3 separate regions of the Anser cygnoides genome follow, and regions 2 and 3 are each linked to region 1. Evidence: chromatin contacts called from public Hi-C data. All regions are on one chromosome and are shown on one strand. Each heading gives the region's core, a stretch centred on a gene start, on an enhancer-like site or on the middle of the called end of the contact. The rest is flanking DNA. Distances are from core to core; before and after follow the strand shown.

Region 1 (3,306 bases), core at 601-3,100:
TTAATTTCTCTTGCTTGGGAATGCTGTTCTGCTACAGCCCAATTTTCAGGTGTTTTTAAGTGTCATAACTATCTTGCTTAAAGTCTTCTGGGAAGTGTTCCATTTAAATCAGCCAGCGCAATCTCTTTGGTGTCTAATTTACTGCGTAGGGGTGTGGAGCAGGAGAGCCATTTGGTGTTTAGCCTGAGCAAGATGAAGGTGATGCTTTGAGTTGAAGGAAGCAATTACGGCAATTGTGCACGGAATGTTTGCATTGTTTTGTCTATTTTTCCCCCTTTTCCTAACCGTCTTGCAACTGTTGGAAACTTATCTATGGATTTCAGGAACAGCGGAACTTGTGAACAATACCCCTTCTTTGCGAGGAGAGGAGCAGATTGCATGCTTCCCTTCAGAAACAGTTCTCATAAAGATAAAACAGGGTTTTGCCGGTGCCACATTGTGCTACAGCTTATTCTATTAATTCCTGTATTATAAGAGAACACTGGGCTTTCTACCTCCATGAGACCGTCCAGGAACACTTGCACAGGAGAATGATTTCTGCAAATAACAGTACAGTCGCATAAATCAAGGGTGGCCTTAATTTCTAGAGCTGCACATTTCGGTTTGTAGATGGCTCCCTTCTTGGATGTTGAGGTGAAATCAGGAAGTCCCTTATAGTCTGCTAATTAGAAGCTCTTTATATAGAGATGCTCTATAGGGAACTACTTATGTAACTTATTTGGAGAGCTTGCTTGAACTGAAGATACAGCACATTTAACAAGACGTTTCCATCCCAAGAGCTTGTTTCCCTTGTGGATCCACCAAACCTGTTATTCAGCCTTTAGGATGTAACACAAAGCGGACCCGTTGACAGCATTAGAGGGTGGAATAGGTGAGAAAGTGCAGAAAAAGGAGCTGCACAAAGCCTGGTGCTTGGAGCATGGGGCGTGCCGTCCACCCCACCTGCAATTCCCAAAACAAAGCAGAACCGTGCCTGGTGGCACGACTGGTGAGTTTGTGCCCGAGAGTGGTAACAACGCTGACAGAAACAGCGTGCGTTTTGCAGCAAGTCCTACCAGGGGTGGCTGAGGGAACTGGGGTTGTTTAGTCTGGAGAAGAGGAGGCTCAGGGGAGACCTCATTGATCTCTACAGCTGCCTGAAAGGAAGGTGTGGGGAGCTGGGGGTTGGCCTCTTCTTGCAGCTAAGTGATAGGACTAGAGGGAATGGCCTCAAGTTGCGCCAGGGGAGGTTCAGGTTGGAAATGAGGAGACATTTCTTCTCAGAAAGAGCAGTCAGGCATTGGAACGGGTTGCCCAGGGAGGTTGGTGGAGTCACCGTCCCTGGGGGTGTTCAAAGAAAGGTTGGACGTGGTGCTTAGGGACGTGGTTTAGTGGGTGATATTGGTGGTAGGGGGATGGTTGGACCAGGTGATCTTGGGAGATCTTCTCCAACCTGAATGATGCTATGATTCTAAAATAAAAACGTGTGTATTCAAGCTTTTTTAATTTTCCATACTGCTCACGGCATTTCCTGTCAGAAAACGACTTTTAATGGGGAGGGGCTCGGGGCCCGAGGTCCAGCTCTCCACTCCCAGGCGGCGGCGGCCTTCCCCTTCTCTCTCCTTTCCCCTTCCCTTCCCTTCTCCTTCCCGGGATCCCAACCCCGGACCCGTCCCGTGGCGGCGCTGCCCGTCACGCTGAGGGAGGCGGGCTGCCGGCGTCGCCATGCGGGGTGGGGCCTCCCGGCGGCGGGCGGGGGCCGGGCCTCTCCTTCCCTCCCTCTCCCCGTCCGTCCGTCTGCCCGTGCGTGCCGTTCGTCCGTCCCCCTGCCCGCCTCCCTCCCTCCCTCCCTTAAAGCCGGCGCGGCCGTGTCAGTAGCGCAGTGCGGGAGGGAGGTGGCTGCCGGCGGGGGGCGGGCGCCATTTGCTCGGGCGCGGTGAGGCGCTGCTGCCGCCCGCCCGCCTCCGCTGCGCTCCCGCCCCTCGGGCCCGGGCTGTCACCGCGTGAGGAGGAGCCGGAGCCGCCGGTGCTGCCGCGGGGCGCCGCCAGCATGTTTGACAGGACGCGGCTGCCCTTCGTGGCGCTGGACGTGGTCTGCGTGGTGCTGGGTAGGTCGGCGGGCGGGGAGCCGCGGGGAGACCCGGGCCTGGCCGCGGAGGAGGGGGGCGAGGGCTCGCCGTGCCCCCCTACCCCCCTCCCTGCTGCCTCCCCTCACGGCTCCGCGCCCCCCGCATGCACGGCCCCCGGAGCGGGGCTGCCCTTACAGCCCGCCTCCCCCTGCCTGCCTCTCGCCTCTGCCTGCGGTCGCTTCGCCTCCTCGCTCTTCCTCCTCCTCCTCCTCACTCCTCCTCCTCACTTCACCGCCACCCGCGGTCCCCGCTGCCCGGCGGGGAGGGGGCTGCAGCCCCTCAGAGAGACCCCGCTGCCCTCTCCCCGGCTGCTAGGCTAGGTGCTGTGCCCGGGGGACCCCTCATCCTGCCAGGTGTCACGGCGGGTGCTGCAGCACCCGGGCTGTGCCTCTCCCTGCCTCTGGGCTGCAGGTGCTCCCCAGCGAGCCGCAGGGCCCCTCGCACCCGCCTCGTCCCGCCTGGAGGCTGTGCCCCACACGGGTGGTGCTCCCCTCAAGCAGCCCGAGGGACAGCACCTGGCTCACGGCTCTCTTTTCTTGTCATCCTTTTTCCATCAGTCCTTCCTAAAACTACAGCCCGTAGCGTGAGCTGTCAGCGTTCCCTTCTGTGCAGTGGCACGGTGTAGGAGTCACGGGGGTAGTTACTGATCAGGCAAGGGGCAGCTTGGCTTTGGGAAGCCAAAACTGCTCTGGACCTCCAAGCGCTGAGAGCCAGGGAAGCATCTTCGGTATCTGTCAGTGTACAGCTTGGGGACTTAGGGAGTGTTACGTGGTCTTGGTTTTTGGCAGCTTTCTTCTTAGTCAAACAAGTGCAGAGGTTCATTGATAAACCTGGGCATGTTCTTGTCATGTCGTGGGCCAGACCTGTTTGAACACCACCCACCAAACATGACATTTGTCTTGGTTGGAGGCATCTCTACTGTCAACATAAACATCTGGGCAGTGTTCTAGCTTGCTTAGGTAGGCTGGTGATAGGTTCTGGATGCTCAAATAGCAGTGCTGCATACCTGCAACTAAGTGGCATTCAGTAACAAAACCCATGGTTGACAGACTTTTTTTTTTCCCTCGTGTTGCTTGCTTCGTACTGGTAGGGGAAACATTGCAGCCAGTGCGTCATACGAAGCATCTTGACACCTGCAATGCACTGAGTTACAGGCTTCAATGGAACTTGAGTTGAGACAAAATACAGAAACATAGGA
Region 2 (3,306 bases), core at 425-2,924, 52 kb after region 1:
CATCTGCGGAGCGAGGAGAAGGATGTATTCATTCTGTTTCATAAAACCTTTATCTAACAAGTTCTAACAGAATGATAATACAGAAATGTGGGTTTTGTGTAACTTCAGGAAATGTTAAATAGCTCTATAATCTGCCTGTTTAAATAGCATATATCACCTCTAGCTTTCTTATGTTAGAGATCACTGCTGCATTTTTAACTGGATATTATGATGCCATGTCCATAACAACAATCTGTGGTGGACCAGTTTCTGGCCTCGGTTTTCAGCCCACTTCTAGGATAGACTTCTGTTTTCTTCTATATTTTTGTCAGCATAAGGAATGGATGAAACCATATTGAAATCCATTTTCAGAGTGTCACCCAGGAAGCTGTGGTAGAGAATGTGTTTAAGGGTCAATTTGGCAGAGCTAGAGGGGTCAGTTTGGGTCTCGTTGGAACTGTTATCTCTGCGATGCTGCTGCCAGCAGCCCCTTCTTGTGGGAAATGTAGAGAGTTTGAGCAGCAGCCGTATCTGGGAACCTAGTGACCTAATAACAGATGCTGGATCCCAAAGAGCTATCACCATCCCCTCCCCTTGCTGCTCCTCCCTTACATTACACAGCTGACGTGTTCTCTCCTGTGTCAGCAAAACCATTCCATCTTGGCCTGGAGAACAGGAGGATGAGCATATCTGAACACCTCTTCTATCAACGTCCTCGCTTCCAAACTGTCCCTCCTGCCTTGGAAGGAGATGCTGCAGATGAAGACAATTGGACTGAGTTTTTAAAAAAACTCTTTACAATAGCTTTCAGACAGCAGCTATAAATTGTTGAACATGCACCCTCTGTCTTCAGTGGCTGGAGTGACCCCGCTGCACGCAGGGCAGCTGTCAGAAATGGGCGCAGCTCAGTGATCGAATTGCTGTAACGGAGCTGGGCTTGGCTGCGGGTGGCCTGGGCACGTCGCTGGCTGCCCCCAACCCGGGGACGAGGAGCCGTGCTGCAGAGACCCAGCTGAGCTGCTGTGCTATTCCTGGGAGGGCAGTGTGTTTGTGTTGCCCAGGGTGGAGGCGGTGAGGAATCTCTGCAAAATGTAACTTGAGTTGCTTGTGAGCTCTCCCACAGCTCGTTGGGAAAGAACATCTTGTGTGCCCAAGGAAATAGGAAATTGTAGAAGAGCTGGAGAGCGGCTGGTATTTCAGTGACCCGGGCTCACAGCCCGATCCTTTAGCAGAGAGAGGACGTGCTAAACGAAAACGAAAGCCGGGTTTAGGCTTTTTTTTTGTACTTAGGCTACTAAATGCACCAGTCAAACTTTGGACTTGAAATCTTGTTTGTGTTGGGATTGGAGGTTGAATGAAACAATACGCAAACAAGGGCCTAGGAGCCTTTGACACAGTATTTTAGGTATGTCTATTTGCACAGCAGTGTTTCTTCACTTTCCCGAATGCTGCTGAACAGAGCTATGAATGTCCCTAATATGTTCCTGCCCACATGAAAGCTGAACACTACCCAGTCTTCAGAAACTAATGGAGAGGCATTTCCTACTGAAAGCATTTTGGCTGCTGCTTTGGGCAGAACCAAGCATGCTGCTCAAAGCAGAGATGAAAAATAAAGGACAACTGTTCATGCTGTGAAGCTCAAGTATGAAGGCACTCGTGCTTCTAAACTCGTATGCCCTCCCAGTGCACGTTTAATATCAGTATTTAGGCTTTTTTGTAGTAAGTGAATGAAGCCGAATGTCTTCTCCACAGTGTGCTTTGGAAATTGTAGCTGTTGGTAGTGCTGAGGCTGCTGTGAAGTGGGTCCTGTGGGACAGAGATAAGAGCATTACCTTATGGTGCTCACCTTCCATTGAGGCTTCCATAACTTGGTAGATAAAACAGAAAAATATTTGATTTCGCTTGTTAGAAAAGGGCCTAGTGCTAGTATGTACAGTAGAATAAAAAGTTACTGTTTACCCTGCTTTATGGTAAAAATTATGTCAGTAAACAATTATTTCTGCAATGTACAGCCAAGCTGGGGCTGGAGGATTACTATTACTGAAGCTATTACTTATCTACTGGGAAGTATCTATAAAGTAGATTGACTGTACTCTGAATTGAGTTTGGCTTTTGAACTAGTAAATGACAGGATGTTTCCCCACTGCACGGGAGGGAGCTCTCAGTATCAAATGCCTTTTGATGGCAGCATGCAGCTGTCTTAGACCAGGTTAGTACATGCGTTGCCTTTTCTACCCAGTCTGGCCAAGTTTATTTCCTTAATTCATCCGTCCAATGGATCAGCCCTCTGACCAGCTCACTGTGCTCTAAACATCAGAGCTAGCACAGGGGTGCCAGCATGGAAAACAGGGTTAAAGTGTAAGAGGGGTGGACCCTTGAAGTATGCGCAGATCTATGTCCTTTTCCTTCTCTGGAAGGGGAGAAATAATTCTGAGTCGTTCTTTCACCTTCATTTTCTTCACACTCAAAATAAAATGGTGGAGCAGATAAACCAGAGGTCATAAATGTGTGTTTTTAAGAAAATGAGTTCTTACTAAAAAGGCAAAATAAACATTTAAGTCTTTCACAGTTTTGTTTTTGTTTTAAAGCAAAAAAAACCAAAAACCCCAACTCACAAATGATCCATGAATTCTGCTACGTCTCTCTGGTGCTGTTAATAATAAAAACTTTGTTTACATTGTCTACTGTTTAAAATTACATGAGATAGGCGCTATCCGTATTAATACCAAGCTTTACATCAAACAGCCTGCAGTTTGACTTCTGGTTTGCAGGCAGTGTCTTGTTGGTTGGTGCTTGGGGCTCTGTGTTTATGTTCAGTGCTCTGGGTGCAAAGGGAGCTGTGGCACTTGCATGTAATGCTCTTACATAATCGCACGCCCGCCTGTGTGGCAGTTGTGCTGTTTCTCAGCACATCTTGTTTCTGTTGGGACACTTTTGTGCTGAGAATTGCAATTTTTACTCAGTTTCCTGGATTTCTTATACTGCTCTGATTTCCAGGGTCTGTGCTAGCTGAAATGTGAATAATAGCTCTTGTACGAAACAGCTTTTATGCAAAGGAAAATCTTGAGTTCCCTGTAACAAGCAAAAGGGAAGAGCTATTCTGCAAACCTCCACAGAAGTGGAAAGCTTGGAAGATGTGAAGGGGGGGATTTTTCCCCCAGTGTTGTCTAGTGCAGGAGGGCAGAGGTCCTGGTCTGTGCTACTGGATTATCGAGCAGGCGTGGGACAGGAGACGGCAGGCCACCCACGTGTCTGTGGACACTTTCTGTTGCTTCTTATTTATTGTTATGCAAGAATACGGGTAAATGTGTTGTCTTTTCCATTCTT
Region 3 (3,306 bases), core at 428-2,927, 43 kb before region 1:
ATTGAAGTTAAAATAGTGCTTGGAAAACACGCCCCAAACTTGCTTGCACTCTGAATTCTGTTGGTAACACATCATGCTAGGTAGGTATTGAAGAGACAGTGAATCCAGCCCTAGGGAAGGCATATTCTGGCAACCTGGATGAGTCCTTTGTTAATTGCCTGGGGTGTGTTTACCTGGCTGACTTCAAAGCAATTTAGAGAAATCTGGCTTAGAAGTGTTTGCATGGAGCTCTGTGTGATTTGATCTATAAGGGTTAGTGAGCCTCTGATGAGTGTTTTGCTATATTATTGGTGTTTTCCAAAAGCTTAGCTAGCTCAGGGATCTCCATTTGTTGTAATACTCTAAAATGTACATATATCCTTGTATAATATCAACAAAAATGGTGCTTTAATAATGTTATGGCATTGGTAAATTCTTAGACCAGTTGCAGCACTTCCAGAAAAAACTCTAGAGAATGTTAACATTCAAGTATGGAAAGAAGCAGAACAATGCTCCAGGGAGACGAAAAAGAGAAAAAAATAGGCACCATAGCTGCTGTAAAAGGGTATGGTAAGACAAGAAGTCACTCTACCTTTCTTTGTGCCATCTTTTGGAAGAAGCAAAGAAGCACATCCTAAACATCTGCAGATGTCAGTTTTCCTCTGATAGCATAACTGATTTGCTGTTCATGGCCATTCTAAAAACAGAGGATGCTCACAGAACATATGATTGCTTCCTATCTCCCTTTTCGGGGACCAATATATATACAGCTTCAGTTAAACCAATTCCCGCCTCAGAAATGCTTTGGAGTTACACTGTTGAGAAGAAAAAAGCTTATGTGTGTAAGTCCTAGATTACCTGATGAACTTTGATGGTTGAGAAACTTTTTGATATGTGAGAAACGTTCCTGGAGAGTATGTTATATAGTAGCCACTGTCTTCATGCGTTTTGTAATAATTAAATATTGTGTTGCCTATGTTCAAAGACAGATTTTCCCATTTCAACTTGACTGTTCATGTTTTTGCCAGTAGACTCCACAGCATTAGATGTCCTCTGAATTTTGGCATTGTTTGTTTCACGGAAGCAAGTTATTAACACTTTTTTCTCCTCCCCTTTAGAGTTTAGAATTCTCTTCCCCCAGCTTACAGGAGTTCTGACACTTGCCTTCTTCATCCACAATTGTGTCATCACTCTTCTTCAAAACAACAAGAATCAAGAAAACAATGTAAGTAATTTCACAAGACTTTGCTGATTTGTATATAGGTTGCCAGGTGACACTAATTTTTTCCTGTCTGCTTCTCTTGAAATTGATTCAGGGACTGTAATAGTTTCAGAAAATGTAAATCATTCTTCTGATCTGATAAGAAACCAGCTATACACACGTTTCACTGGCTACTAATGAGTTACACATGCATTATGAATGTATTCAAATTAAAGCCATAAGGAGAATCCCAGGTTTATTTGTGGTCATTTTGGCATTAAATGGACAAATTACACATAAGAGGCAGAAAGACTGACAAAGTTGCTGTAGGAAAAGTGATCGATTTTAAAACAAAAAATAGAGGAGAATCTTGAGCACAGAACTGATTCTGGTGGAATACTGAAAAATAATGTTGAGTTCTAGGTAACATCTTTTCTGAGAGCTGCTGTAGTAGGTTTGTGTAAAAACTCAAGGTTTGTAGAGAAACTTGAACTTGTTTAGGTAATCCCCAAAGTTGGAAACCTGGGTTGGGAACTTCTGCAAATACCTAGTCTTTGCACTGATCCTTCACCCCTTTAAAATGTTACGTACTGCTCATCCAGGTGAAACTGCATTCTTAGTATCTTCCCATCTTAAAAATACAAAACGGAGTAAGCATGATACAGAGTTTGAGTACCTCTCTGCTGTAATTGCTTTGATTTTTTTTCCTCCAGTACTTTCCAGGATTCTTGTCCAGCTTCATTAAAATCTTAGTTGGAAAGGTAACTACAATAACATAAAAAGATTTTTAAGTGTTAGCTGGGCCAAAGACTGGTTCATCTGTTTTGATTACTCAGAGGCAAAGTTCAGATTATGTGCCAATGCAGTGAGGTGACTGTCCCTGTGAAACAAGGTCAGCTGATGGTGATGCCCCTCCAAAAAGGAGTAAGGAATTCTCCTCTAGGAAGGCTTCTTGTGTTTTGCACACAATTCTGAAAGTAGTTTAACAACTAAAGAGTGGGTTAGCAGTACTCCGGAGAAAGAAAACTAAGCAAATTCTTCTCGGTGAGTTTTCCTGATAAAATATTACAATATGGAAGAAGGAAATATGTTTTTTCTTAGCTGTGGTTTTCACATTTTAAAGGCACTGTCACTTCTGCAGTTAGTTTTTTATGCAGAGCAGGACTACTGCCTCTGTGCCACTTTCAAGACTTTTTCTTGTGGCCCTACCCCCTCCATTTATATTGAAGGAAGCAATAAGAGCTGCAGAGAGTAGTATCTGCAATCTCCTCCGGTTTGTGCTTCCTGTGTTAAGGAAGAAACGCTGCCTGCATTTGAATCAGCTTTTCTAAACGCCCTCCCTGGGGTTTAAGTTGGATTTCGAGGTCAGCCCTAGCATGGATTCCCAGCCCTCAACAAGACTGTTGCACTGCAAAAGAGCGTTCAAATTGCACAGAAGGAACACCCTTTAGTATAGCAGGAAAGCTTTGCAATGAGAGCTAAATCTGTACACAGATTTTCTGGGAGTTTTATTTGGCTAGAGATGTCTTGGCATGTTTCTTGCTGTTTGTAGTTGTACAGGAGCTTTTCACCTATGCAAAGTGCTTTGCAAATGTTAATGAATCACTGATGTTCCTGAAGAGCTGTTTTGTGATTATTTCACTGATCTGCTGGACTAAGTGGGAAGTTTACATATGTATTTGGCTCTCAGCCTCTGTGATTGGTCACAGATAGAGGGTACTTCTTCCTACGCATTTACATCAACAAGATGTTTTCTTACATCAGTGTCTCATGGAGATCGGATGGAGACTCTGCTGCTTAATGGATCAACACGCTAACATGTCACTTCCACCAGAGTTCTGTGAGAAGGCACAGAACTTGACAATCTGGGAAAGTACAACTTGCTGAAACCAGTGGTCATAAGAACCACTCTTTGGTGAGGTGGAAAAAAAAAAAGTAAGAAACACAATAACATTCCTTTTATGTCGTCAGAAATCCAAAACAATTGCAGCTTCCATTCTGGTAAGAGGTATGCATAACTGCCCAAAGTTTAAAACACACATGGGGGAGGATTCCTCTGGCTGCTATTCCCATACAGTGGTGGGTGTGAGAGGAGCAGTGCACTGGAGTAAACCAAATGTCAGCAG

What was found. Hi-C and Micro-C count contacts between places; a contact is called where the count stands out from the background.
Region 2: a contact with region 1 is called in a Hi-C map of liver, with 1.8 times the contacts expected there. The contact joins the enhancer-like site here to the promoter of PLPP1 in region 1. A contact is called at or near these places in 3 of 7 Hi-C or Micro-C datasets (all in liver).
Region 3: a Hi-C map of liver shows a contact between it and region 1, with 1.6 times the contacts expected there. The contact joins the enhancer-like site here to the promoter of PLPP1 in region 1. A contact is called at or near these places in 2 of 7 Hi-C or Micro-C datasets (granulosa cells and liver).

The regions. Positions count from the first base shown.
Region 1 is chrZ:72,357,983-72,361,288 of Taihu_goose_T2T_genome, reverse strand. It overlaps PLPP1 (phospholipid phosphatase 1), which reads left to right and starts at 1,850. Exons shown (of 6, transcript XM_048049400.2): 1 at 1,850-2,087. The coding sequence starts at 2,030.
Region 2 is chrZ:72,305,374-72,308,679 of Taihu_goose_T2T_genome, reverse strand. All of the region lies in intron 4 of PLPP1 (phospholipid phosphatase 1), which reads left to right. Among named protein-coding and RNA genes, the nearest start is that of PLPP1, 52 kb to the left of the region's middle. Within about 2 kb of position 1,674, at least 2 of the 3 cell types and tissues checked have open chromatin away from gene starts, as enhancers often do. A contact at or near this core is called in liver, where this site is marked.
Region 3 is chrZ:72,400,467-72,403,772 of Taihu_goose_T2T_genome, reverse strand. SLC38A9 (solute carrier family 38 member 9) reads left to right here. Exons shown (of 15, transcript XM_066987986.1): 11 at 1,098-1,204. Among named protein-coding and RNA genes, the nearest start is that of SLC38A9, 26 kb to the left of the region's middle. Within about 2 kb of position 1,677, at least 1 of the 3 cell types and tissues checked has open chromatin away from gene starts, as enhancers often do. A contact at or near this core is called in liver, where this site is marked.